Regions from separate parts of the Mus musculus genome. Here region 1 is linked to region 2. Evidence: chromatin contacts called from public HiChIP or PLAC-seq data. All regions are on one chromosome and are shown on one strand. The core of a region is the stretch at or near the end of the contact, and the rest is flanking DNA. Distances in the headings are between cores, read along the strand shown. Region 1 holds the start of Ces2h (carboxylesterase 2H). Region 2 holds the start of Ces2g (carboxylesterase 2G).

Region 1 (2,818 bases), core at 273-2,772, 39 kb after region 2:
GTTGTGCAACATTTTTATAGGTTAGGAACACAGAGCAAGGAGAGAGGGGCGGTGTTATCCAATTGTATTTTGACATTATGGGTTAAACCTGTTGGAGACTGGGTCATATCCAGGGCACTTGGCTTCAAGGTCCTTAATTCATTCTCCTAGATATTAGGTCCAGAGCTCAGAGTGATAAAGAGACAAAGAAGCAGGTCATTCCTAGGCCTGGGAACGTGAACTGGTTTAAACCTGCCAGCAAGATGGAGAAGTTGTCATTGAGATGGCTGTACTTAGACAACTGTTTTCAACAGAAGCCGTTGAGCTATAGGGAAGTCCCCAGCTCCCCTAAGGCCTGGGACCTTGAATTTAACTTTTCCCTAAGATTAAATAATCTGAAAACAAAATGGTAGTTTCTTTTGAACAAAATATTCATATAGCTAGGGGAATAGTTTGACCGCTGGATTCTTTACGAGGTAGGGCCTAGCTAGAAGAATTACTAGGGGTGGGCATGCACTGATATTCGATTGCAGATATTCACCTGGACTTTCATTTATTATTTATTTATTTGTTTATTATTGTTGCTTTTACTGTTATTGTTGTTACTATGATTTTGCTTGTTTGGATTTTGTCTGTTGACACTCAGCCTTCCTGTGTAACTATGATTTAACCAAACTCAGGATTCACCTGCCTCCACTTCCCAAGTTCTGGGACTATTCACACTAGTCAACATTGCCTTTAGACTCCTTTTTTTTATTTATTATTTTATTTTATTTTATTTTATTTCTCTCTCTGTGTCTCTCTGTCTCTGTCTCTCTCTGTCTCTCTGTCTCTCTCTGTCTCTGTCTCTGTCTCTCTCTCTCTCTCCCTCTCTCTCTCTCTCTCTGTGTGTGTGTGTGTGTGTGTGTGTGTGTGTGCATGCATGCACACATACAGAAATGTCCCTGAGACCAAGGAAGAGTCCATGCAGATTTTCACACCATGACTATGGGGATTAAGGGACCAGGGCAGGAGAAACAAGTAAATCATGAATCCAGAAACGAACGAGAAGTTTTCAGGATTGAAGGAACCGTCGTAGCTGCCTTGTATTTGCCCTCCCAGCTCCCTTCGCCCCACAATAGGTGTGGCCATTCTCTAATGTGGGTCACTATGGTGTGTCTCTTCAGAGAAGCCCTTCGATTTCTCTAGCATCAGCTTTCTGCTCTGTCTTCTCATCCCTGACACCTTCCTTCCACCTGTGACTGTCATGTCCTTACACTTAGTGGTTGCAAGTTGCAGGTGCAGGTCCCTGTGTTTAAGGGGCTGTAGACGCCACATAGCACCTTCAGAGGAGGTCAAAAGAAACACAGGAAGTGTGGAGGTGTCTATAATCCCTGTCTGCTGATTTTGGCTTTCACAAGCCCAGTCTGCTCAGAGTCGTTCTCCTGCAGTACCCACCCTGCCAGGCCCCACCCAGAGCCCTGCCCACACTCTGCAGGGTCCAAACTCCAGCTCCAATCCTCAGTTGCCTTCTGGTAAAGCCTGACCTGCCCTACAGAAGTTCAGAAACACGCCTGTGTACCAACCATGAGACTGGAACAAATTCATGCTCGGCTAACCACCGCGACCTGTGGGCTCCTGCTTCTCCTCCGGGTCCAGGGTGAGGCTCTCAGGGGAGTGAAGGGAATTATGTCAGAGCTGCCAAACTGTGAAGAGACTAAGGGAGAGTAAGGGAGGAAATGGCCAAGGATGGGCAAGGAAATGGCAAGGCTGAAATGGTGAAGCCCATTGCTTACTTGTGTGATACTCTGCAAGTGTCAAGGTGGGCCGCCTAAAGCTAAAAGCATAGTGGCTACCTGAAGATGCTCGCCTTCAAGGATGGAACTGAAAAGGAGGGGGTTTTGAGGAGTGGCAGATTAACAAGGCCAGACAGACTCAAGATGACGAGTCAGGACATTCCCTATTGTTATTAGACGCGTTCTCACGACCGGCCAGGAAGAACACCACAGACCAGAATCTTCTGCGGCAAAGCTTTATTCTTACATCTTCAGGAGCCAGAGTGTAAGCAGCAAGAGAGCAAGAAGCAAGAGAGAGCGAAGCAAGAGAGAGAAGCAAGAGAGAGAGAAAACGAAACCCCGTCCCTTTTTAAGGAGAATTCTCCTTCGCCTCGGACGTGTCACTCCTTGATTGGCTGCAGCCCATCGGCCGAGTTGACGTCACGGGGAAGGCAGAGCACAAGTAGTCATAAGATACCCTTGGCACATGCGCAGATTATTTGTTTACCACTTAGAACACAGCTGTCAGCGCCATCTTGTAACGGCGAATGTGGGCGCGGCTCCCAACATCTCCCCCTTTTTCTTTTAATAAGAGCAAATAGGCCACCCATATTAATGAGAGTGGAGATAGAGGTCAAATCCCCAGTGTGTAGGTAAAGGAGCCATGTACAGGATTAGCTCTTAGGCTCACAGGCTTTTACCCAGAGCAACCCTGACCTGCTCCCGTGTCGTTTTGCCTGGGGGAAGGGAACTAGGACACTGAACCTTCATGAAAGATGACATGTCTCCCTAGAATAGGCTCATATATGCCGCAGAGCCTTTCCATTGCAGTGCTTAGCCTTGCAACTCTCTCGGGCTGCTGAAGCACACTCACTCTATCCCGTGCAATGAGTCTAGCCTCATGGGATATAAGAGCTGAGTGGCCAGCGACCTATTGCCTAAGCATAGATATATCATATATCAGGGGGAGCTCCATGTTCTAGTCCTGCAAGCGCCTGGGCAATAACCACCTTGTCTCTCCTAGTTTAGGCCTTAAGCTTACAGACCAATCAAAGAAGCAACACTAATCCACAGCAAAGTGTATC
Region 2 (2,814 bases), core at 169-2,668:
TGACTAGGGTGTGGTAAGAAAATGTCCCTCCAACCCTGATGACCCAAGTATCACTTTGTGGTCCACACAGTATGAGAATACGAACTTACACAAATTCTCCTTTTATCTCCATATGTGATCCATGGCATGGAAGAACCTTCATAATATATACATGAGCACAATACATAAATAAATGCAAACATTAAAAATATCGATTAAGTTAATAAATAACTGTGAAGTTGATCTTGGCCAGCAGAGGAGACACATCATAATGAACAGGGGCTGCGGACTTGAAATGCTCCAGAATTGCAGTGTGTTATGATGAAAGGAATGTAACCTAACAAGGAGGGTCCATGTATACCCTAATATCATCATAGGGACCAGGGACCCTGGAAGCAGACTCAGAAAACTGAGTTTTCAAAGGTCAGGGGAGTCTTGAAAATGAATGTCACACTCAGAGCTCCCGCATTTGCCTGATTCTCCTGTGACATCTTGACTATGACCTTCTCACTGTTAGAGCTCCTGTTAGCGCTTCCTGCCCAGGTGAGGGGACAGCATTTCTGGTATCCCAGATGATCTCTAGAATCCATGATATGCCTTTCTGGGAGGCCAAAGAGGGAACAGAAACAGCAGAGGCAACCCTGATGGCTATTCTTGCTATCAACTTGACTACATCTAGAATCTGGAAATGGAGAGTACACCAGTGAGAGGTTGTTTGCTTGGTTTGAAGTAGACAAATTTACTTTTAGTCTGAACATTTGAGGTAAGGAAGCACATGCCTGTCCCTAGGAGGAACAACAATATGAACTAACCAGTAACCCCAGAGGTCCCTGGGACTAAACCACCAATCAAAGAGGGAATCATGGCTCTAGCTGCATATGTAGCAGAGGATGGCCTAGTTGGTCATCAATGGGAGGAGAGGCTCTTGGTCCTGTAAAGGTTCTATGCCCCAGTATAGGGGAATGCCTGGGCCAGGAAGCAGAAGCAGAAGGAGGGGGGAGAGGATAGGGGATTTTCAGAGGGGAAACTAGATAGAATATTTGGATCTTTGCCTGCTTGCTCCCACCTTGCTAGCAAGTCCAGTCCTTAACTGGCATTAGAGCCTACTTCTCCAGGATTTCAGCATCGACTGAAGACCAGATGAGACATCCAACCTTGTGGATTGAGCAACTGCTGGATTCTTTCTATTCATAGCTAGACACGGTTCAATTACTAGCGCCATTGCCTGTAAGTTGTTCTAATAAATCCAGTTTCTATATATTTATGTAGAGAGATTCATTCTATAAGCCCTGCTACTCTGGAAAATCCTGATAAATACAGCGACTTTGCCCTGCCTCCAGGCCATTGGCTCCAGTTACTTCTGACTAAACAGTTCTTCTACAATGAGAACTTGCTCCACCTTTATCTTTTTGGCTCAAATTCCTGCCTGGGCAAGGCTCACATATTCTGCTTCCTGTTTGTGAAACGTGGTCCTCCTAGCAGCACAGACTCAGAGCCTGAGAGCCGGCCATGCCACGGAACCAAATGCATAGCTGGCTGGATGCTGTGTTCTTTGGACTCCTGCTTCTCCTCGGCCATGTGCAGGGTGAGGCTCACTAAACTGGCATGGGGAATGACTGGAGTCAGAGCTGCCAACTTCTGCATGTCAGAGCTGAGCTTGTGGGAGGGAAGGCACAGGGCAGGGGGAAGGGTTTGGAAATGACAGCTAAAAGTGTGGGAAACCTGTGCCTCCCGATTCACTGACCAAAACCCTCAGATTTTATGAGCCCACTAGCATACAGAGTCAGAGACATCTAAGATCACTCCATACTGAGGAGACAGTTCACTGTAAGGAGCTCTAGAGAAAATGCTAGACAATTCAAATGAAAATGAGAAGTCATTTTCTTTTCTTGGTATATAGCTACAACTTACCTTTTAATAATAATAATAATAATAATAATAATAATAATTCGTATAGCCAAATGGTTCTTTGGCCTACAGAAACGCTGTAGAGCCCTTCAAAATAGGAATAGGAAAGGATCCAAGGTCTGAGGGATAAAGGAGTTTCCACACTCACACCCTACAACTGAACTAGGGAGGCGGTTATGGGTTCCCTTTGCCTGTGCCCTGATAACAGTGAGATAGGAACTCCCACAACCTTGTGGCAACTGATTACAGAAAACTAACCCTGAAGCATCTCTCTCTCTACCAGGTCACGACTCACCAGAGACCAGCCCCATCAGAAGCACACACTCTGGCCAGGTCCAAGGCAGGCTCATTCACGTGAAGGACACTAAAGCTGGTGTCCACACCTTCCTGGGAATCCCCTTTGCCAAGCCTCCTGTAGGACCACTGCGCTTTGCACCTCCTGAGGCCCCTGAGCCATGGAGTGGTGTGAGAGATGGAACCTCACAGCCAGCCATGTAAGTTCTGGACCCAGAGGGTTTCAGGTACTGGGGGAGACTGTGCTCTGAGCTCTGGGCCATGCTGAAGTGTCTCATTCGTTTCAGCTACAGAGCAGTTTTCTCTCTTTGTGGATGAGTGCCCCGTGCATTTTTCTGATGATGTGCTAAGCCTGATGAGAACAACTGTGCCAGGCTTCTGGGTCAGAGCTTGGCACTCAGAGAAAGTTAGCATCAGGCAAGATTGAGATGAGCTAAGATAAAATTGTTCAAGGATTCAGATTATGCCCAGTGTTCTCTGCCACAATGGGAGGGATCTCCAGGTATGAGTTAATGTGACCTATTAGACAGCATTGCCTCTGAAATCAGGAGAATATACTCCAGATCACTGAGGTGTGCAGCAATGACGGATACTTGATAACTCTACCCTCACAGTCACTGTGACAACCTATAT

Evidence for each region. HiChIP or PLAC-seq counts read pairs in DNA pulled down with a chosen protein or histone mark.
Region 1: a contact with region 2 is called in an H3K4me3 HiChIP or PLAC-seq map of intestinal villus epithelium, with 12 read pairs. The contact joins the promoter of Ces2h here to the promoter of Ces2g in region 2. A contact is called at or near these places in 1 of 15 datasets of contacts at CTCF or cohesin (CD8 T cells), 1 of 484 Hi-C or Micro-C datasets (liver), 2 of 115 datasets of contacts at active chromatin or transcription factors (embryonic stem cells and intestinal villus epithelium) and 1 of 9 other capture datasets (liver).

The regions. Positions count from the first base shown.
Region 1 is chr8:104,999,308-105,002,125 of GRCm38.p6, forward strand. It overlaps Ces2h (carboxylesterase 2H), which reads left to right and starts at 1,523. Exons shown (of 12, transcript NM_001272045.2): 1 at 1,523-1,618. The coding sequence starts at 1,546.
Region 2 is chr8:104,960,300-104,963,113 of GRCm38.p6, forward strand. Ces2g (carboxylesterase 2G) reads left to right here and starts at 1,419. Exons shown (of 12, transcript NM_197999.2): 1 at 1,419-1,564; 2 at 2,171-2,381. The coding sequence starts at 1,489. It also overlaps a transcript of Ces2f not described here.